Regions from separate parts of the Mus musculus genome. Here regions 2, 3, 4 and 5 are each linked to region 1. The links are chromatin contacts, called in public HiCAR-type and promoter capture Hi-C maps. All regions are on one chromosome and are shown on one strand. The core of a region is the stretch at or near the end of the contact, and the rest is flanking DNA. Distances in the headings are between cores, read along the strand shown. Region 1 holds the start of Ensa (endosulfine alpha). Region 2 holds the start of Sv2a (synaptic vesicle glycoprotein 2 a). Region 3 holds the start of H3c15 (H3 clustered histone 15). Region 4 holds the start of Txnip (thioredoxin interacting protein). Region 5 holds the start of H4c14 (H4 clustered histone 14).

The links. Promoter capture Hi-C pulls out the DNA fragments that hold promoters and counts their contacts. HiCAR-type assays count read pairs that join an accessible place to other places.
Region 2: a contact with region 1 is called in a HiCAR-type map of astrocytes, with 2.3 times the contacts expected there. The contact joins the promoter of Sv2a here to the promoter of Ensa in region 1. A contact is called at or near these places in 4 of 39 promoter capture datasets (the C10 cell line, the HPC-7 cell line, cranial neural crest and 1 more), 2 of 115 datasets of contacts at active chromatin or transcription factors (astrocytes and microglia) and 1 of 9 other capture datasets (adipose tissue).
Region 3: a promoter capture Hi-C map of cranial neural crest shows a contact between it and region 1. The contact joins the promoter of H3c15 here to the promoter of Ensa in region 1. A contact is called at or near these places in 3 of 39 promoter capture datasets (the HPC-7 cell line, cranial neural crest and pre-B cells) and 1 of 9 other capture datasets (liver).
Region 4: a contact with region 1 is called in a promoter capture Hi-C map of pre-B cells, with 2.6 times the contacts expected there. The contact joins the promoter of Txnip here to the promoter of Ensa in region 1. A contact is called at or near these places in 1 of 39 promoter capture datasets (pre-B cells) and 2 of 9 other capture datasets (adipose tissue and liver).
Region 5: a promoter capture Hi-C map of erythroid cells shows a contact between it and region 1, with 2.7 times the contacts expected there. The contact joins the promoter of H4c14 here to the promoter of Ensa in region 1. A contact is called at or near these places in 2 of 39 promoter capture datasets (cranial neural crest and erythroid cells).

What each region holds. Positions count from the first base shown.
Region 1 is chr3:95,623,140-95,627,841 of GRCm38.p6, reverse strand. It overlaps Ensa (endosulfine alpha), which reads right to left and starts at 2,862. Exons shown (of 4, transcript NM_019561.2): 1 at 2,666-2,862; 2 at 968-1,093. The coding sequence starts at 2,722.
Region 2 is chr3:96,178,675-96,182,868 of GRCm38.p6, reverse strand. Sv2a (synaptic vesicle glycoprotein 2 a) reads right to left here and starts at 1,642. Exons shown (of 13, transcript NM_022030.3): 1 at 1,566-1,642.
Region 3 is chr3:96,237,708-96,242,313 of GRCm38.p6, reverse strand. H3c15 (H3 clustered histone 15) reads left to right here and starts at 3,187. Exons shown (of 1, transcript NM_054045.4): 1 at 3,187-3,835. The coding sequence starts at 3,373. The coding sequence ends at 3,783. It overlaps H2ac19 (H2A clustered histone 19), which reads left to right and starts at 1,940. Exons shown (of 1, transcript NM_178212.3): 1 at 1,940-2,535. The coding sequence starts at 2,064. The coding sequence ends at 2,456.
Region 4 is chr3:96,555,659-96,560,220 of GRCm38.p6, reverse strand. Txnip (thioredoxin interacting protein) reads right to left here and starts at 2,264. Exons shown (of 8, transcript NM_001009935.2): 1 at 1,736-2,264; 2 at 1,257-1,332; 3 at 1,004-1,151; 4 at 786-888; 5 at 376-632; 6 at 127-283; 7 at 1-13. The coding sequence starts at 1,985. It overlaps Gm15441 (predicted gene 15441), which reads left to right. Exons shown (of 4, transcript NR_040409.1): 2 at 379-543; 3 at 1,824-2,935; 4 at 4,161-4,453.
Region 5 is chr3:96,261,143-96,265,194 of GRCm38.p6, reverse strand. H4c14 (H4 clustered histone 14) reads left to right here and starts at 1,878. Exons shown (of 1, transcript NM_033596.3): 1 at 1,878-2,261. The coding sequence starts at 1,891. The coding sequence ends at 2,202.

The DNA.
Region 1 (4,702 bases), core at 1,613-4,112:
TGGTAGGGAGAAACCTGACCACGAAGGAGATGGCTGTGAAGGCAGCCCTCCACTGCTAAGGAAGGCCATTCCAGCTGCTGTTTCTTCACTTTTGTGGCCTTATAGGTTAAACCCAGGCTAGACAAGTGCTTTCCCATGAGCTACATCCTCTATCATTCTGTACAGGAAAAAGAATTGTCTCTGTGTTACTTTTTTTTTTTGGAGACAGGTTTCAAAAAACCCTGGAACTCACTATGCAGACCAGGCTGGCCTTAATCTCAAGAGATATACCTGCTTCTGCCTCCTGAGTACTGGGATTAAAGGCATGCGCCACCACTGCCCGGCGGCATGCACTTTTTTAATTTTTAAAGATAATTACAAAATCTTTTAAAAGAATTATGTTTGTATATGTGTCCATGGAAGCCAGACAACCTCCTGGAGCTGGAGTCCCAGCTGCCTGATATGGGTACTGGGAACCAAATATTGCCTTTCTGGACACAGCAGCCCAGCTCTCTCAACTTCTGATCCGTCTCTCAAGCCTAGCCTTGGCTATTCTAAAACTTACTATGTAGCCTAAGCTGTTCTTGCATGTGTGGTTATCCTCCTGCTTCAGCTCAGGCGCTGAGATCACAGATGCTAGCCAGCACACTCAGCTACAATAGTCTCTTGAGGAGCATGGTTAGTGTGTAATGCCAGCTTTTAACAGACTAAAGAACCTTATTGCAAGTTGAACTATTTGGGTGTTCTGTATCTAATATCCTTCCTTCAGTCCCCATCTGCCACCTACCCAAATGCCCACCATTAATCCTTCATTTCCTATAGTTAGAAGGGAAGTAACATCATTGCAGAGATTCACATAATTTGCTTTTCTCTTTCCAAGTTTCTAATTTATCTTTACTACTGCTAAATAACCAAAGCTACAGAAAAACATGCAGTAGAATGTCTACGGACTTCATCCAAGGTGCCACAGTATAAGGGTGTCCCATACCCCTTTCTGGAGTCTCTTCATGAGGAAGTCGGAGCCTCCAGGCTTTTGTCCTAGGCTTGGATATTTGGCCTTTAGCTTTGCCTCCTCAGCTTTCTCAGGGAGAATCCCTTCTTTCTCCTGTGTATCCTGAAGAAAACACGCCAAGTGAAATTAATGGCTGAAAAACAATGACTTCTAATATCTGATAACCTTTGTATTATCAAATTTTCTTAGAGGTCTACCTGTTTGTAATTATGCTATCTACACTCTGTTCTGTTGAGTGTGTGTATTATTTAAGGATTTATTTATTTTATGTGCATGTATTCTGCAGACTCGTATGGCTATGGCTGTGTACCACATGGATGCCCAGTGCCCTGAGTTCAGTCTGGGCCCGGTTTCCTAGACTGAACTGTACATGGTTGTGAGCTACCATGGGCTGGGAACTAAACCCAGGTGCTCTGCAATGAGTGTTCCTAACCAATCTTTCCTGCTCCTCTACTCTTAAAAGCTAGACCTTTGTTCAAATGCCTAAGCTCAAGATAACTGTATCAAGCAAAGAAAAACAAGTTAGTTCTTATATTACACTCAAGGAATCACCCGTGACCTGTGAACACTAGGTTAAAGGTAGTATCTCAACATGATACTTGAACCATAGAGCAAGCCAGAGCTCACTCAGGAAAGATAAAAAAGGAACTACTAGAGTTCCTGGCTGTCCTACAGGTCAGGGGAGCTTTTGTCTGCTGAGAGGCTCCCTCCTCATTCACACTCTAAGAAGCAATATGGTCTCACTGTGGAGGACGCTAGGCATGTGGCTTATTCTAAAGATATTTACCAGAGTAATATACTTGAAAACAGAAATCAACATGCCATTAGTTTTTCTTGTTGTTTTTATTTTTATATTTTCTGAGAGAGGGGTTCTTGGTGTATATTAGGTTGGTCTTGAACTCAGAACTCAAGAGATCTGCCTGCCTCTGCCTTCCAAGTGCTGGGATTAAAGGCGTGCGCCACCATCTCCTGGCTAGTGTATTTTCACTTGACAAACAGGGTCAGAGATAACACTAAGTGTATTTAATGAGTCCCTGAGCTCAGTGTTAAGTAACTCAAATATGGTGTCGAAGAAGGGGTTTGGCACTAGTGTTTTCATAATGCGATGGTGGGTGGACCACATCCCACTGCGGAGAAATTCGAGCGGATCTATAAGTCACTGACGGTGAACAACAAACCATCCCTACCAAACAGGTCTAAGGAAGTTGCCACCTGAACTTACCCCATGGTAATAATTACTCTTTTCCCCTCCCCCAATGCTGGTTCATTTTAAATGTCTTCACTTTGACCTCTATCTTGCTGTGGATGAAGGATGAGCTCCAGTCTGGTATTTATCTTTACTAATCAAACATCTCATTTACAGCTCTGGACCACCATCCAGCCCCCTTTCATTCGCCTCATCTTTCCAAACACCCGCCCACGCCAGAGCTCGCCCAATTATAGAACGGCTTCCATGAACTGAATAGAGGCCTACTGGCCAATAAGAAAGGGGAGCCCACAGATTGACAATCGGCTTGACTAATCGACATCAGGGCACTAGGCCGCGCCGAAATGCAGCCTGCGCGACATTAGTAGTGGCCAACCCCTGTACAGCCTGAGGCAGAGGCGGCCAATCAGCGGCAGCGGGGGCGTATTCCGCCCGCGCGGCCACCCCCGGTCCCCCCTTCTCCTCACCTGCTTCTCCTCGCCGGTCTCCTCCGCAGGGTTTTCTTCTTCTTGTTTCTGGGACATGGCAGAACCGGGACTGTGTAATGCAGGGCCCGGGAAGTCAGCCGGAAAAGGGAAGGGGGAGGGGAAACGGGGACAACCTGAGCTGCTGCTCCGGCTCCTGTCACTATGGTTGCTCAGTCAAAATGGCGGCTCAAGCCCGTGACGTTGAGACCGCCCCCTCCTATGAGAGCCAATGAGAGTGGGCTTGACGGGGCAATGATGTAACGACACACCAATAAGCGTTGGCCGGAGGTGGGCGGATTCTTTAGAGCGACAGGCAAGCTAGAACACCAACCGGGAAAGAGAGTGAGCCACAGAACCAATTAAAAGCCTGCATGGACCTTAGGGGCAGGACAGCAAGCTTTGGTATTTTTGCTTCTTGGGTGGGCTGAAGCTGTGTTCAGTTTATTAGCCAGATCCTGGGCAAGTCGCTGAATGTTGCATCCGAGCCGGGTTAACATAGAAATCCTTTATTCTCTGGTGCAAAGGCTCAAGCCTTGAGCGGTGTTAGAACAAGTTACCCACGACCAAAAATTAAAATTGGAAGACAAACTGATATTCAGCAGTTTTCCAGGACTCAGTGCTAGCTTGTAGGAGACTTGAGTTTTCTTGTAAGGTTTTCATTCACACTTTAGTCCTTATGTAGGCAATTATAACTGTTAATGATGTATTTATAAAAACATAAAGGGAGATATGTTCTATGGAGTTGTGGTGAGTGTTGTGATTATAGAAATATAGAGAAGTATAAGGTTATGTTCTATGGGGGTGTGGTGAGGTATGGGGTAAGGGGGTGCCTCAGGCCCATGCCAAGGCATCCCTGCCCCCTGAGGGACCAGCCACATGACGGTATAGTATAGAATAGAGTTTATTCAGGGTATAGGGAGGGGAGTTAAGAGAGAGGGTAGTAGTGAACCGGGCATGGTGGAATCCCAGCACCCAGGAGGCAGAGGCAGGCGGATTTCTGAGTTCGAGGCCAGCCTGGTCTACAGAGTGAGTTCCAGGACAGCCAGGGTTATACAGAGAAACCCTGTCTCGAAAACAAACAAACAAACAAACAAACAAACAAACCAGAGAGAGAGAGAGAGAGAGAGAGAGAGAGAGAGAGAGAGAGAGAGAGAAGGTAGTAGAGGCAGAGAAAGGCAGAGAGAGGGAGAAAGTAGCCCATGGCCACATGGAGAGAAAGGAGAAGGGAATGGGGAGAGAGGGGGAAGAGGGGGAACTAAAGGGTAAGAGGCAAAAGTAAGAGAGAGAGGAGGGGGCAAGCAGCCCCTTTTATAGTGGGCCAGGCCTACCAGGCTGTTGCTAGGTAACTGTGGGGGGTGGAGTCCAGACAGAATACCAACAGTGAGGTATGGGAGAAGGGGGTACCTCAGCAGGCCCATGCTAAGGCATCCCTGCCCCCTGAGGGACCAGCCACAGGACTATAGAATAGAGTATATTCAGGGCATGGGGAGGGGAGTCAAGAGAGAGGGTAGTAGAGGTAGAGAAAGGCAGAGAGAGTAGAGAATTATAAAAGTAGAGGCAGCCGTGAGCACGTGGGAAAGGGGGGAAAGGAATGGGGAAGGACAAGGAGACAGAGGGAAGAGCAAGAGACCAAGAGGGCAAGAGACCTAGAGGGGCAAACAGCACCTTTTATAGTGGGTCAGGCCTTCCTGGCTGTTGCCAGGTAACTGTGGGGTGGAGCTTAGACAGGATGCTAACAGTTAAGGGTCACTCTGTGGAGACATAATTTCTTGAGTTTAAGATGGTAGTTCTAGGCACATGGTAAACATTTAACACATATTAAATACCAGCTAATGTAAACAAAGCCATAGTTCAATAATAGTTCTTAACCTGTGTGATGGTTCCTGTCTATAATACTCCCACAAAGGACGCTGAAACAGTATCTCGAGTGTGAAGCAAACCAAGACTACACAGTGCAACCCTGTCTCAAAAACGAAAGGCAACCAAAGAAATAGAGTAGTTCTTGAGCATCTATCAAGTAGATAGGACTGTATTACT
Region 2 (4,194 bases), core at 393-2,892, 560 kb before region 1:
CCTCTTCAAACCCTGAAGGAAGATTTGGACCCACCAGGAGCTGTTTCCCATGCCTGTTGACATTGTTTCCCCTCAGCTGTGGGGGTAGGAAAGGCTCCCCAGCCACAACAGCACACAGTGGCTCAACAGCCAGTGCCCCCCCAGGGCCACCAAGCCCAGGAGGGAGAGAAAGAAGACAAATTCTTTGAGCTGGTGAGGAAGTCGTGCTATATTTAGCCTGCAGAGCAGCACAAGAGTGGCTGAGCCTGAGGAAGAGAGACAGCACTGGGAGAGGTGGAGTTAAAGGAGACCAGACTGGGATTTACCAAGTCCTTTAAGGCTGACTGGCTTCACCTGACCGGAAGAAACATGTCCATAATTTTCTGCAGAAGGTGGAAAGGGCATGTGGAAAGGGCTTCGTAAGCAAACCTTTCAAGTAAACTGCTCAGGTCCAGACGGGCCCCCTAATCAAAGCCCCTGCTTTGGAGGCCACCCAGGTTTCCATCCCATCCCATGCCAGGTCATTAAGAAGTGACAAGGTCATGAAGAAGCAGTCATTGATCAGAAGATTCCCACTGAAAAGGACAAGGGGCAGAGAAGATTCCAGAGTGCCCCCCACCCCCACATCACAGCTTGATAACTGACCCTCTTACCCCTCCGCAAGACTGACAAGACTGAGCCTCACCCCTACAATCTACCCCTGGGTTTGGAAGATGGGAGCATCCAGTTTGGGGGGGTGGGGAGGTGTCAGCTGAGAATGTACACGGAGAAATGCTCACGGAGAAATGCTCACGGAGAGGCCAGGGATGTAGAGAAAATGTTTCACATGCATAGGCTTAGGGACCGCCTCTGCCAGGATTGCGGAGACCCCCAACCCCCACCTAGCCTCAGCTCTGGTACCAGGCATGAGGCCCTGGAACTGATTACATGGCTGCTCCCACCCCTGGTCCTGCTGCTGGACAGGTTCCCACCATCCTTCTGCGCCCCTCTCCTGACCCCCTCAGTAAGCGCCTCTAGTGCCAAGCCCCAACACCTGGTTGCTTCCCATGTCTGTCTGCCCAGTGTTTCATTCCTTCTATCCTTCACCAAGCCGATTCCTCTACCCCCTAACCCACCCAAGTCCAGGCAAGAGCGGCTGTACTCATTCTATGGCCCCAGCCAAGGTCATTTACCATGGGTGGGGGGGGGGGAGAGGGGGGTTGGGGAGGGACGTACATCAAGGTGAGGAGAGGATGGAGTTTGAGGGAACCTCAGCTTACCTAACAGCCCCTCACCAGGTTTATGTAATGGGGACTTTAAGCTAAGGTAGAAAAAAAATCCTCGCATATGTATGTATGTGTGTATATACATACAAATACATATATGTGTATTGCACATATATATTTATTTATTCAAGTATATTCTCAAAGCAATTGAAATAAATGGCCCATTCCCCAAACCACCATCACCCCCACCACCACCCTCACCCCTACAGCGGGGACAGTCACCCTCCCCATAAGCAAAGCATCAGAGATAAAATGGCTGCAAGGCTAGACGAGGATGCTTCTGCCCGGGGCGGGGTAGAGGTGAGAGGAGAGGGGTCTCACCTGAGCTTGGTTCCCCGGGTCAGGGAGTCCCCGGGTGAGGGAGGGGGTCCAGCCACAGGGCTGAGGCGGCAGCGGCGACTGCTCCTCCCGGTACCAGGGGAAGCGGCACTGCAGACCTGCCCCCCGCACGCGCTCCGGCCCCGCCTCCGACCCTCCCTCCCCCGCGCCAGTGAGCAGCGGGAGAGACCATTGTGGGGGGTGGGGGTGGCGAAAGAAAAGATGATGGGGCGGGGGGGGGGGGGGGGGGACTTAGGACACAGGAAGAAAAGATGAAGGAACTGGAGGGGACTGTCAGGGTGACAGCTGGAAATGACAGTCTTTCTCAGCCCCTTCCTCCCTAGCAAAAGATGCCAGGAATTAAAGACACTAGCAGTGGTTAGGGGAGTAAGTGGAGGAAATAGACAGGTGATGAATGAGGTAGCCCCTTCCTTTGCACCCAAGCTAGGATGAGAGAACCCAGGAGTCCCAGCAGTTCTTGCTGCGTTAAAAACAGCTCCCTCCCCTTCCACACTGCTCCCTGGAATTAAAAACCCTCTCCTAAACCCACAGCTTGGACTCCAGGTTCACCTTGCTATGTGAGAGGACTCAGAGATAACAAGGTGTGGTTTCTGTACTCAATAGTCAGAGTCAGTGACAACTGGGCCCCTGTCATCTGTCTCCTCCAAAAACAGTCCAGACTGTTTATGTACAAGGACCTCCCCCTCCCCATTTCTATTCAATTGCTGGTAGCAGAGGCGGTGCTAGAGGAGTTTGTCTGATCAACTGGACAGTTCCCTTTCTAACCACACTCTCCAGTGACTCAAAAATACATACATACATACATACATACATACATACATACATACATACATACATCCTATCAATTAACAACCTCCTCTTGTGTGTGTGTACGTACACTGGCTTGGGTTCTCCTTTTCTTGAATCTTTTCTGTTTTATTGTCAGGTAACCTGGACTGACAGATCCAGAGGCACTTCAAGGATGTACAACCTGAACCAGTCTACTCCAGATAAAACCTTGGGATTGTCTGGAACAAGCACTGACCAAAGCACAGCCCAGATTTCCACCGTTGGTTTTGACCAAGTCCCCTGCCTCTGTGAACCAACAGGCTTCTTGTCTAGAAAATGGAGTGTTTTGGATGAGGCGTCTTTTTTAGCTGTAATACCATGAGACTGCTCGGTTAAGTGTGGGTCTAGGATGCTGGGAGATACTGAATACAGAAGGCTGGCAGCCTGTGTGCTCAGAGATTTCCCAGATGCCATTTGACATCTGAATTTACTATGCTAGGGATATGAGCCTAAGTTTTGGAGGACCCAATGCTGGATTTTGGAAATGTATGGGTCAGTAAGGTTCACAATTAACTGAAAGTCATAATAGATACTAATTTATCCTAAAAAGTTACCTCTCACCTAGACTGAAGATTTTTGTGTCCGGTACACTCTCCCCCTTAAGCCAAGTCAGGACCATGTCAGTGTAAGTCACCCAATGACATAACGGAATGAGAGAACTTGTATCTTTAATGGCATCTGGCCATCCCCAGTAGGAGGCCAATGATTCCAAAAACTCTCCTGGCAACAACTCTCTGCCCCACCTCTACGAGCGGGGAAGCTTTGCCAATGCTCTAGGAGTACTCTTAGTCTGCTGGCTGGAGCACTCTTTCCAGGATGGTACTTGGAACAGCTCTGCCCACATGGGCCCCAGGGACTAGCCCTTTACTAGACTTTCATTGATGAACCCTCTTAAGGTTTAATACATCTTTTAAACACATTATTCCCCATTTTAGGTTTAGCCAGGCCTTGCTGGAGGGAAGCTGTGTCTTCTCTTTCAGGTGCTTCTGCACACTCTGCACTATTTCCTAGCTTTGCAGAAATCTATCACCCATCAGCCAAGGGCAGCATAAGCCTGTGGTCCCAGCTAGCAGGAGGCTGAGACAAGTTCCATGCTTGTCTGGGCTGCAGAATGAGTTTAAGGGCATCTTAGACCCTGTATCAAAATGAAAAGTACAAAGAGGATTCAGTCCCCAGGACTGCAAGCAAATTAAAAGGGAAAATACGAAGTTTATTTTAAATTCTGAGGGAAGACTTAAATCAAGTACTTCATCACCTCCCCACGCCCCTGGACAAGGTTCAACAACACAGGTTTCTTCAGGTTAGGTCAGGCTCCCTAAGGAGTGGAGCATTCCCAGCTTCCACTTACACATTTCCTTGTCCAGCCTCACAGCCTTGCTATTGTCTGTTGGGTTGACTCTCATATTTACATCTCTAATCCAAGTCTGCCTCCACCTGCTTAGTCAATTTCACTACCTGGATGCCTGGGGCAGTTCATATTCCTGGGCAAAGAGCCCACAGCATCCTCCCTTACCTCAAGGTTGTTTTGAAGGGTTTTGTTTGTTTGTTGTTGTTGTTTTGAGACAGGGTTTCTCTGTAGAACCCTGGCTGTCCTGGAACTCACTCTGTAGACCAGGCTGGCCTCAAACTCAGAAATCCACCTGCCTCTGCCTCCCGAGTGCTGGGATTAAAGGCATGCGCCACCACTGCCCAGCTGTTTTGAAGGGTTTTTATGGTCACCAATGAAAAAGAGCTGAAAAGCACTAAAACCTCCAGCCCAACCTGGCTCTGACCTCAGCCTTCA
Region 3 (4,606 bases), core at 1,938-4,437, 610 kb before region 1:
CAAAACAAGTCAAACCCATACATAGCCTCACAGCCTGCTCTCTTAGCCTGTTCTCGTGTCTCAGAAAACAGTATGGTACCTTACTATGACAATCTTAAGAATGCAACTGCTAAAAATTCTAATTATTGAAATTTATAAATAAAACTTTCAGGTTAAAAGAGACTTAGACATTTTCGTTGTGGACATATTAATCTTTGGCCCTGATAAAATGATGACTTTTAATATTTGCAGATTTGGCCCAAATGTGTACTTGGGAGCCTCCGTTTTTCCTTATCAACCTATTTTGATATGTGTAGCTTCAATCTATACAAAAGTTCAGGGCTGGAGATGGCTCAGGGTTTAACAGCCCTTGCTGCTCTTGCAGAATATCTGGGTTCCTTCAGTTCCCAGGACTACATGGTTGCTGACAAGCCTTCAGCTCCAGGGGATCTAACTCCTGGTCTCTGAAGGCACTAGGTATGAAGCACTAACAAAGAAATAGAAGAGTCAATGTTATAACATCCTTTATAGGAATAACACATATCAGGAATAACACGTACCAAATTATATTTCAAGACAAATACTTAAGGATCAAAAGTATATTCTAAGGTCATAGGATGTCATTCTCGTGATCTGCAGTCAGTCCATAAATGCAGGGTTGTGTAGTCTTTGCTGAACCCTTGATCCACCTCTCAAATTTGTGAGTCCACATATGCACATAAATATCAATATCAAATTTAATCAGAATCCTTGATAAACCTTCAACTTCTCAACTTAAAATGCTTTTCAGCTAGCCATCCTAATAACACTGCCTACCTAAGCCTGGCGGTGGTGGCACACACCTTTAATCCCAGTACTTGGGAGGCAGAAGCAAGCAGATTTCTTAGTTCGAGGCCAGCCTGGTCTACAGACTGAGTTCCAGGATAGCCAGGGCTATACAGAGAAACCCTGTCTCGAAAAAACCAAAAAAAAAACAAACAAACAAACAAAAAAACCCACCAAAATCCAAAAAAATCCACTGCCTACCTAGCTTCAACCCAAAATCCTAGTGCTACACTCTTGCCGATTCCTCCACAAGACTAGAATTCCATCTCCACAATATGTAACAATGTAAAATATAAAGATTGTAACTATGTTACTATGTAACAATATACCTGTTACTAGAGCTAAGCTTACACTCAATATGCCTAATCAGTGATTCTAATGCATCGATAACGAACCTTATTACAAATTTCAGAGATTGAAAAATGCTGGCTGTATTTTACCGAGCATAACTGATGCGATGCTAAAATAATGGCAGTCCGGATATGGTACTCCGAGTCACTCTAGCCCCAGACAGCCTGGAAGGCTCCTAAAAGGAGCTTCTGAGAGCCATCAGGACAAATGATAGACAAAAGCAGCAGCGTAAGGTTTACTTTTTAAGTTATTTCGATTCCTTATGTACAAATCTGAGTGGCAAAAAAATAATTTTAGTAAACCCCAGGCGAACTGTACTTGGTCTTTTCAAGCACTCTCAGATGTGTATGGATTAAGAAAATAACCTTTAAATTTAACGATTTTAAAGTAAGGCTCCCAGCGATAAACGCTTAAAATGAAACAAGTAGGTTTTACACTGTTTCAAGTAGAAAAATAAAGAGGCTATGAGAATTATCCGCTACTCCTTAGGTATAAAAAACTAAATTTCCAGTATTCCTCGAAGGAAAACCTACACTTAAGTAAGTGATTAACTCAGGCCCTCTTGGATGCAGGGCACACTTTGCCAGCTTCCAGAGCAGGAGAAACAGCGAGCAAGCCCAGCCGCCCGGCGACCCGCGGAGTGTCGCAACGACGGCCGCACGCAAATGAAGCCACCGAGCACGCGCGTCGTGATTCGCGCGTTCCAGGGCGGCGCCGGGGCGAGGGAGCCGGTCTTATGTAAATGAGAGGCTTCTGTCCGCGCGCTCCTATTGGCCACGGCGTCAGGACGCGTGTGAGCCAATGAGAGCGTCGGGCGGACAATCGGGTCTGCGTCTATAAAAGGGTGAGGCGTCGGCGCCGGAGTACCGTTTCCTGGTTGTGGCCGTTCGTCTGTTTGCGCTTTCGTGATGTCCGGTCGTGGCAAGCAAGGAGGCAAGGCCCGCGCCAAGGCCAAGTCGCGGTCTTCCCGGGCCGGGCTACAGTTCCCGGTGGGGCGTGTGCACCGGCTGCTGCGCAAGGGCAACTACGCGGAGCGTGTGGGTGCCGGCGCGCCGGTATACATGGCGGCGGTGCTGGAGTACCTAACGGCCGAGATCCTGGAGCTGGCGGGCAACGCGGCCCGCGACAACAAGAAGACGCGCATCATCCCGCGCCACCTGCAGCTGGCCATCCGCAACGACGAGGAGCTCAACAAGCTGCTGGGCAAAGTGACGATCGCGCAGGGCGGCGTCCTGCCCAACATCCAGGCCGTGCTGCTGCCCAAGAAGACGGAGAGCCACCATAAGGCGAAGGGCAAGTGAGGCCACTGCTCGCGTCGGCCCGCGTCTCTGTGATATAACCCCCGCGAGCTCCTAAAAAGGCTCTTTTCAGAGCCACCCACTGAATCAGATAAAGAGTTGTGTCACGGTAGCCGGTCTTGGTGGCCTTTCCTGGCCCTGCCCCAAAAGTAAGAGTGTCGTGTCCTCTGCTTCCTTGCCCATCCTGCCCGTGGTTCCCCCTGGTAGTTAGTCTGTTGTCGCTCTTTGGTTCATGCCCTGCCTCGGCGGAGCGGATACGCGGTTCTCGCTGACCGTCCCAAGCATTTAGCCCCTATCTGCCCACACCCTTGTCCTACACAACACTGTCCCTCACTCAGCGTCCACCCGCCTGACCCTTCCCAGGACTAAGACTCAACTAGGACGTCTAGGCCAATCTAGACATAAGTCGCAGTCAGCCGCGCTCTCGTCCGGTCCTTGGGGAATGTCTAGGAGGAGGAGGTGTCCCGCGAGGACTGGACGCGGCCGGCTCTAGGGATCATGGGGGACTGGGGCTGGGACTGTGGCTGTGGCTGGGCGGTGCTGCACAAACACTAGATTAGTTCTGCCCTGGGACTTTGGGCGGCGGGCGGGGGCGCGCGAGCTCCTCTTGGGCAGAGCCGGGACCCGCCCTCTACGGGCAGCTGCCAGACGTGGCTCCACCCTCGCAGAACGTTGGCAAGTGGACCGGGCGCGGGGCTGGACGTGGGGGGCGGGTGGGGGCGGGTCAGGTGGCGTGGCGGGCCCGAGCCAATGGGCGAGGTCGGGGCCGGTGACGCCACGGCCAATGGCGCGGCAGCGCGGGAGTTTCAAGTCGCTGTCTCCGCCCCGCCGCGGGGAAGACTGCGCCTATAAAGGCGGCCGGCTCGGGCCGGTATCAGGTCCCCGAGTGCTCCTCGTTTGGGTGTCTTCCGTCTTCGCCATGGCCCGTACGAAGCAGACTGCCCGCAAGTCCACCGGCGGCAAGGCCCCGCGCAAGCAGCTGGCCACCAAGGCCGCCCGCAAGAGCGCCCCGGCCACGGGCGGCGTGAAGAAGCCGCACCGCTACCGGCCCGGCACCGTGGCGCTGCGGGAGATCCGGCGCTACCAGAAGTCGACCGAGCTGCTGATCCGCAAGCTGCCGTTCCAGCGCCTGGTGCGCGAGATCGCGCAGGACTTCAAGACGGACCTGCGCTTCCAGAGCTCGGCCGTCATGGCGCTGCAGGAGGCGAGCGAGGCCTACCTGGTGGGGCTGTTCGAGGACACCAACCTGTGCGCCATCCACGCCAAACGCGTCACCATCATGCCCAAGGACATCCAGTTGGCCCGCCGCATCCGTGGGGAGCGCGCTTAAGCGCCCTGTCTCCCATCCATTCCCCACAAAGGCTCTTTTCAGAGCCACCACAGCTTCCCGGAAAGAGCTGTTTACTTCGCTTAGAGCTTTGTCCGCACATTATCCCGCTCCATAGCTCTAGGTTGGTATCTGACTTATACCTGTTATGTCTACATAATGGTTGCTTTCAAGGAAGGTTTGAATGCCCTTAGTGTAAGTTGTTTAACGTTAATTGCGGTCTTATTCAGACTCCTAGCTTGTTAACCCGAAGTAGGTTCACCACCTCAGTCTAAGGGGAGGGGATAATCTTACGGAGGGTTGGGGCTTGGTGGATACTATGTAATGTTCCTACCCAGCTGGAGCAGAGAAGGCTTTGTAAGTAGCTGAAGGCTGAGATCTAGCTTACAGCTCATAATTACATCACCAGACTTCTGGACGACTGAAGATTATTGTTGCTCATTTAATGCAATGTCTGAGGCTTACGGGGCTCAACGTCGGTGGTAAGTGGACTATGAGTAATATCCAGTGATAAAGCTTTGTTCTCTAACACTTGATTAGAAGACCTGCTAGCTACTTGGGATTCAGCATTTATTGCTATGATATGGTTCAATGGCAATTGGGTAGTTTTTCCTCTTACTCCTATTAATTTACTTCAAAATGACAACTCCATTCCCCCCTTCCCACTTTGGCAGGCACCTTTCTGGACCGAAATACACTGGATATCAAAGGGGAATCCCTTTACAATTCCTTAGCGTGAGGACAGTCTTTGCAGGGGTGGGTGTCGGACCTGAGACTCAAGAGCACAGTAAATACCTTATGGAGATCACTGTCATGGACCTTCCTT
Region 4 (4,562 bases), core at 1,015-3,514, 930 kb before region 1:
TAGCAAGGAGGAGCTGAAGAGAGAAAACGGTGTCAGAAGTCCGACTAAGAAATAAATGCCAGGTCACCCCAACTCCACAAGCCCAAGCAGATCAAAATAACTCGAACCTATCCGGCTGCAGCTTACCTTCTGGGGTATCTGGGATGTTTAGGTCTATCCAGCTCATCTCAGAGCTCGTCCGGCTGGCCATGCTGGATGTCCGGCTGCTCAGACCAGACCTGCTGCCAATCACTAGGGGCAGATCAAGGATGACTTTCTTGGAGCCAGGGACACTGACGTAGATCTAGAGAGGAGGATGGCAGTTTGTTAGATGGGTTGAGTACAGAAAGCACTGAATTTGTAACCAGGTAATTGTCTCTCTTCTCACCCACTCACCAGCAAGGAGTATTCGACTTTGAGGATGTTGCAGCCCAGGATGGATGGTCTGATCTTCTGCACTCTGAGGCTCTTGCCACGCCACGATGCGCAAGTCCCTGAGATAATGTGATTGCCTCTGACTGAGGACAGCTTCTGAGTGAACACTTTGGTCTGGCCATTGGCAAGGTAAGTGTGTCGGGCCACAATAGCCGCTTTGGGGACCACGATTCGGGAACACGTGTTCTCAAAGTCAGCATGGATGGAGATGTCATCACCTAGAGTTAAAATAAAATGAGGAAGTATGAATAGCCATGCAAGTTAACAGCACTTCCTCTGCCTCTACCCTACGACCCTCTCCGTACCACCCCCAACCCCCCCACCCCCAGTTCTGGCTATCCTGTCTAGCATTTGAAGCAGTATGTTTTTACCTTCACAGAATCCTTTTCTGTCAATTCGAGCAGAGACTGACACACGTCCATCAGGAATGAACATGCAGGAAACTTTCTTCTCCTTTTTGGCAGACACTGGTGCCTGTGTAAAAGGAAATAATGTTTTGAGATATTTCAACCCCCATGCATCTAATTTATTATCCCTGACCAAGAAGAATTTTAAAACCTTTTTAAAAACAAAAACAAAAAATCCTCACCATTAGGTCAGGGGTATTGACATCCACTAGATCCATCACTTCGAAGTTTTTCTTTGCCTCTTGAGTTGGCTGGCTGGGGCGATCGAGAAAAGCCTTCACCCAGTAGTCTACGCAACCATATTTTCCTTTAAAGGATGTTCCCAGGGGCCTGTGTCAAAACAATGAACCAAAATTAAGGCTAAGAACTGTAAGAGATCAATGGAGGGGGAAGACTTAGAAATAAGAGTGCAAGGTGCACACGGTGGATGCCTACCCTTGAGGAAGCTCGAAGCCGAACTTGTACTCATATTTGTTTCCAGGCCTCATGATCACCATCTCGTTCTCACCTGCTGGGAAACAAAGACAAGGGGCCATTAGGCTTCTTGTTACATTTTGAAAGCGTCAATGAGGAGTGCCTGGGCAGTAGACTACCTTACTTCACTTCCACTTTCATCTCTTACACTATGGAAGAAAAGATCCCAGAGCACTTTCTTGGACAGAAAGTTGCGAAATCCACAAATACATTAATCTTTAAGTAGTAGCTAAGACAACACTTTCAGGAAACAGTACCTCAGAAAGTGTTCAAATCACTCTAGGGGGGTGAAGGGTAGTGAAAAACTTGCTAATTACAAAGTAAAAAAATATAGGGACCAACAGTTCAAACCATTCAAACGAACAACTCGAAACATTTAGTGGTGCCCTCCCCGACCCACAGACCTCCCAAGTCACCATCAGTCCTGCTGGGAGCAGTACCTGTAGGCTGCTCTTCTAGGAGAAGTGTGTCTTCATAGCGCAAGTAGTCCAAAGTCTGTTTGCACTGCTGAGACCCTTGCATCCACAGGACCTTGGCCACGCCGCAAGCCAGGATCCTGACGGCTTTGACTCGGGTAACTTCACACACTTCCACTATTACCCGTCCGGCCACCTTCTCCCCGCTGCCGTACACCTTCTCGGGGTCGTTGAAGACCACCTCAAAAGACTTGATCTTCTTGAACATCACCATGATTGAGCCGAGTGGGTTCAAGAAAAACGAAAGCCGGAGAGGAAAAAAATCTTTAAGAACCCTTCAAAGCAAACGAAGAGCTCGCCTCCGTAAAGTCAGGGCTTGAAAACCCAAACGAAAATGTAAAGAAAGCTTCAAACAAACCCTAACAACTTTTCCAAAAGGTGCCTGGAAGTTTCAGCCTGCCGGCTGTGCCAAAAGCTTTCAGGAGAAAAATAACAGCTGTCTTCCGCAACTGGAGAAACTCTGGAAACCCCGAGACCAGAGGAGGAGAGTGTCAAGCGGCTGCCGGAAACGGCTTATATAGCCGCCTGGCTTGGCGCTCCACGCGAGTGCTGGCCTGGAGGCTCGTGCAGCCCTCGTGCACAGTTCTCCCATTGGCTACTTGGCCCTTGTTTACCAGGCCTCCAACCAATCAGCGAGGCCGCCGGGGCGCGTGGACACGGTGTGCTCCTAGCGGGGAAAATGGTTGTTGTTCGGGTGCGCAGCCTTGCCAGCAGGAGGGGCGGGGCCCGGGGCGACGGGTGCCCTCCCTCCCCCCGGGAGGCTGGGACCCCGGGACCCTGAACCTCATCCAGGGGACTCCTCTTGGGAGCTGGGTTATTTGGGTGTGTGCTTTGTTTTTTTTTTCCCCCTTCTTTTTTTAGGTGAAAGAAAAATGTGCTTAGGAGAGGATTTCATGACTCGCCTGAGCCAGCGCAATTCATTTCGAGGTGACCATTTATTCCTGGCTCACAAGTTCGCAAGTCTTGTGAAAAACAATCCCATCGCACCGAGGATACTCCAGGATGGAGCGGAGGGCGAGAGTGCAGTCGTGTTAGTGAGAAAGAGCCCACCCGATATGCTCCTATTGCACTTCTATTGAAGAATAAAAGGCTGCGGTCTCTCCAGACGAGAACTTGTCAGATATTTTAAAGTCTGGCTTTCAGTCCTTTCTGGTGAATGCTCTGGTGGGTTCCCCTCATTTCCCCCTCATTTCATGCCCCTATGTGCTGCTACTGTTCCTCGCCCATTACATTCTATTCTGTTCTCTGGAGCGGAAGCAGTAAGGGAGTGTCCACATCCTGTTGCTTATCCCCTCATCTCTTCAGTGTACCTGTGAAGTTGGGGAACATTTTGTATATGTTCCCTTGTTCCTCACTGCAGCTTTGTGAGGTGTTTACTTTCACACTGATGGCTCCCCCGTCCTTGTTTCTCCAGGAAACAAGAGGTGGACAAACCAAAAAAATAAAATAAAAGAAAGAAAGAAAAAGGAAGAAAAAGAACCTCACTCCTTACTTTGTTTTCGAGTTCCTGTCATTCTTTTCCCCCCTCTGTCCTCTCTCCAAATTCACTAAATGAAATGCATGTCCCTAAGCCTGTTTCAATTTCACCGGCGCTGGAGCTGTGTTAGTTTCACTTAGTTATCTGGCAAACCTTGCTGAGAGATGCCTCAGGAGCTGACTAGAGAAATAACTCTTAAGTGTGCAAAGAAACTCTTGTGTGAAGGATTACCTGCAACCCCCTCCCCCTTCGCCCCCTACTCTATTCCCCACCCACCCACCCACTCCCACCCCCACCCCCACCCCGCGCCGGAGCCTTGTCATTGAGTCCTAAACTCCTTCCATATTTGGGCAGAATTATTAGGAGACTATCTATCTCCTTCCTTGCGCAGGAAAATAAAGATGATATAGCCCTGAGATTAAGATGGAGAAGTAAAAAGCGATTGCATGCCTGTTCACCGCTGTTCATAAACAACACCCCCAGCCCCCACCCCCGCGCGCCCTAACTGGGTTGACACCCTAAGGCTAACAAGTTACAACTGAACCTTAAGCAAGCACAGAGATGAACATCACACGGTTCAAAAACATATACACAACACCAAGGCCTAGGAACACCTTGATCCTTAGGGTGTGTTTGTTCCAGAAAGTTAACTAACTAGGCGTCAGGTGTTTTCCAACGATAAACAGTATTTATGAATACTGTAAGGGAGGTAGGTCGCTCACTAACTTCAGTTTCTCAGTGCCTGTAGCAGGCATCTGAGAAAACCTTAGCTTGATGGTATGAAATATCAAAATATACCGAAAGTTCATATATCGATGTTGTTAAATAGTGTGGTATGTAGCAACATAAGATTTAAAAATTTTGTAAGTATATGGCTGTTATTTTCTTCTACCACCTGTGTGCTTGCTGCAGGTGTCCGCCGATGCCTTAGAAGTGGAGTTAAGAGTTGTGAGCTGCCGTTTTTTGGTTCTGGGACTCGAACTCGTTTCCTCTGATACTATCAACCACCAAGCCATCTCTTCAGCCCCAGCTACATAAGACTTCAGGAGAACCAGAGAGATGGTGCCAGGCCTGCCAACCTGAGTTCAATAGCAGAACCCACACAGTAGCAAAAGAACCAACTCTGACCTCCCCTCTCCCCCTCCCCTCTCCTTCCCCTCTCCAGTAGTCACTCCAGAGACACCCAAAATAAAAAATTTAAATGTAAAAAAGTTCTTGTTTTTAAACCTTGAGGTCAGATGAAGGAGGGGAGGCTGCTAAGGGGTGAGAGGGTGCTGCCTTGGGCTGTCTCCTTGGAGGCAATGCTGATAGTTA
Region 5 (4,052 bases), core at 629-3,128, 640 kb before region 1:
CCTAAAGTAGGGGAAAGATGACGGAAGAAGGGACACTTATGGCAAAGTCAAATGACTTTGGGAAATAAATCACCCTTAGGAGAATAGACAGGGACAGGTTAGTCCTGAGACAGCGTCTGTCAGGAGTGGGCTCAGGTCTCACCCCTGAAAAGAGAACAACGTTATTGTTGCCCACCCCTGTCCACACCCCCTTCCCTACTCCCTTCCCACCCCCTTTCCCACTCAGGATTTTCTGCAAACAGGATAAAATATTGATATCTTTTGCAGGTTCCACTCTTAAACAAATCTCAACCCTTCTGCTCAAAATGATTCTCATGTCCGAAGTAGGAGAATATTCTTGATTCCCTTCACCTGAAAAGATGGTAGACTCTGAGTCTGCCTCAGGCCCTGGTACCAAAGCCCTGTCAGCCTGGCACGTGGTTGTTTTATTTTACAAGGAAAGAGGCAAAGGCAGGAGCTGTCCACCCATAAACAACTATTGAGCCTCTACTGCACTTCACCTTAAAAAGAAAGAAGACACAGAAATCACATCCCATTAGGGACATAGTCAAGGATGTGGAGAAGTCCGCACAATACAGAGATATGAAGCAACACAGCTTCCAGGGGTCGCCATGGGAATGAGAAAACAGCGGCTGCGGGATGGAGAGGCTCTGAATTCTAGGGTGCTAGTTTGGGCATGGAGGCATGTCTACAAACAGGATCTATCCATCAAGAGACGTGTATGACTGCCCAGGGTTACTGGGGTAGGAGGGAGCTCTCTTCCCTCTAAGATCTACAATTCACAGGTCTTAGGTTTAAAACATTTGAGTTGAGAGGGGAGTCTGAGCCCCCAGCCTAAGGTGACTCAAAACCTACATCTATCTACATGTCTGGAGCCAGAAAATCTGGATAGAAAAAAGGTGGTGGTGGTGGTGGTGGGGATTCATGAGCACATATAGATGTTAGAATAAAGGAACAGTCAGAACAAGGCCTATCAGATCACTTTAAAAACAAGTCCCAACCAACCCACTACCGTTCTTTCTGATGCAGAATGCTTTCTCAAGATTCTTCTATGGGTGGCCCTGGGAACGACGGACATACTAGAAGTACAGACTCCAGTTCATTTCCCAGGGCGTCACTGTATAAAGCAGACACACACTTGAAAAAGTGAATTTTAGTCTACTGCATAGTAGAGACAGTTTGGAATAACTGAAAACAAAGGGCGGGCCTCAAAGGACTTGTGGAAACGAGCGTAGCAGCATTCCCGGGCTGCTCGGCTAGTCAGCGGGCCTTTGGGTAGAAGAGCGTGGAAACCCACTGACCTCGGTGAAAAGGATCGGCGGCATCCTCAGTTTTCCTATGATCTAGTTTCTGCTTGATCTGAATAATGTGTCTCTATCAACGAAACAGGCGACTGTACGCAGAAACGCCCGCGACCTTTCCCTTCCACACACATTCCTGGGTCCTCTGCTTTCGATTGTCACGCTGGTTACTGGAACTTTTGCTGCGGTTTTTACCTAACAGGAGCTCCGGGCCCTTCAGTGCAGCGCACTCCCCCCTCATCTCTAACTTTCTCTTTCTCCGGTCTTTTGTCTTTTTAGCGTCAGTGCTTTCTAAAGTCTGTGTTATCTCTAAGTTTTATTTGGAGGAATCTGAATTCTCCGAGGGACTTCGGCACCATAATTAAGAAAATCGAAAATAAAAAAATAAAGGCTTGAGACTGTAAGGAACCGGTAGAGGGCAGAGAAGAGAAAAGAAAAACAGGAAGATGATGCAACATCCAGAGCCCGGATAATTTAGAAAGGTTCCCGCCCGCGCGCTTTCAGTTTTCAATCTGGTCCGATCCTCTCATATATTAGTGGCACTCCACCTCCAATGCCTCACCAGCTGGTGTTTCAGATTACATTAGCCATGTCTGGCAGAGGAAAGGGTGGAAAGGGTCTAGGCAAGGGTGGCGCCAAGCGCCATCGCAAAGTCTTGCGTGACAACATCCAGGGTATCACCAAGCCCGCCATCCGCCGCCTGGCTCGGCGCGGTGGGGTCAAGCGCATCTCCGGCCTCATCTACGAGGAGACCCGTGGTGTGCTGAAGGTGTTCCTGGAGAACGTCATCCGCGACGCAGTCACCTACACCGAGCACGCCAAGCGCAAGACCGTCACCGCTATGGATGTGGTGTACGCTCTCAAGCGCCAGGGCCGCACCCTCTACGGCTTCGGAGGCTAGACGCCGCCGCTTCAATTCCCCCCCCCCCCATCCCTAACGGCCCTTTTTAGGGCCAACCACAGTCTCTTCAGGAGAGCTGACACTGACTTGGGTTGTACAGGTAATAACCGTGGGTTTAGACTCGGTAAGGTAAAGACGCTAGTTTTCCTTGTGACTCAACGCTACTAGGTGTTCCGCTTTTAGAGCCATCCACTTAAGTTTCTATACCACGGCGGATAGATAGCATCCAGCAGGATAGCTCACACTGGGAATTTTAATTCCTACTTAGTGTGTGAGCTGGTTGTCAGGTCAAGAGACTGGCTAAGATTTTCTTTAGCTGTTTGGAGCAGAATTGCAATAAGGAGACCCTTTGGATGGGATGACCTATGTCCACACATCAAATGGCTATGTGGCTGTGTCCCTGTGTTTCCAATGAGTGGCTGTGCTTGACCGGATATTTGGTATTGTTTCTATGGCCCCACAACCCACCTTTTATCCTTCCTCATCTTCCCAAAAGATTTTCTTCAGGCCATGTTAGAAAGCTAGCTGCCTAGATGGAGGTCACGTAACCCTCTGCGCCAAAAGGCTACGTAAGAGAGACCGGGCGTTGTCCTGCTGCTGATTGGCTCAGTGGAAGAGTTAGGCGTATGGCCTCCTGCAGAATAAAGAGCTGGCAGCAGAAGCTTGGGCCGGACAGGCGGGAGACAAGCAGGGACAAGAACGGAACAGGGATTTAAAGAGACACGTGGTGGGACACAGTGGCAAGAAGTCGGTCGGGTTAGGTAGATGGGTTAGCTGAGGGACTGTCTCAGCAAACAGGCCAACAGCTTTATTGTATCCAGATGTCTCCGGTGTCTTTACAATTAAACACCAAGCAGGACCCCCAAAAGTCCTCGCAAAACTCCTCAGTTTAGGCATGGATCTAGGAAATAGTGGACTGGGATCGAAGCTCTGCTGGGATACAATTGCAACGACATTTTAATGTCCCATAACATAAGCAAGCCAGGTGGTGACAGCTATAATCCCAGCAAGTCAGGGAGGAAACAAGGGTTAGGGGTTCAAGGACCACTTCTGCATGGTTTGGGGGAAAGCCTGAACCACAAGACCCTGTCACAAACAAAACAACAAAACAAAGCAAGCAAGCAAACAAACAAAAAACCCCTTGAGGGTTGGAGAGGGGACTGAGAGGTCCTGAGCTCAAATCTCAGCAACCACATGGTGGCTCACCATCTCTAATAGGATCCGATGCCCTCTTCTGGTGTGACTGAAGAGAGAGGACCAGTGTATTCGTATACATAAAATAAAATCTTAAAAACAACAAAAAGAAAAGAATGTATAGTCAAACAAACAAACACAAAACCAAACCACCGTGAACAATAAGTGAGTGGAGGCACACTATATTATTTAGTGAAAGAAAATCTTAGAAGCCACTCAGGTGTGTGGTGTGTTGGGACCTGTTTAGAAAGAGACTTGCCAAAACATGTGTACCGTTGATCAGATGGTGCATTTTAATTTTGATAAGGCAAAAGCAAATTCTCAACATGGCCAAGAACGCAGTAAGCCATTCTCTATGTATGCATCTATATTCTGTAGCACGCTGATTTGGGTTGAACATGTTATTGGCTGTGGGCTTGTTTTTATTTTATTTTTGCTATTGCATATTAACCTTTTACTCAGGTGAGATGACGTGCAGCCTCTGCATTCCGTTTCACGATCACTTATGAAAATCCAACTTCCAATCGGAGAAGTTGGATTTTAGTGTATATCACCTCGGGTATACTGTGAGGATCACCATAGGAATATAGTTGTGTTGATCCACCTATAATTATTGTGGTTAAAGGAAATACATTTTAGATAACTATATGCAATTG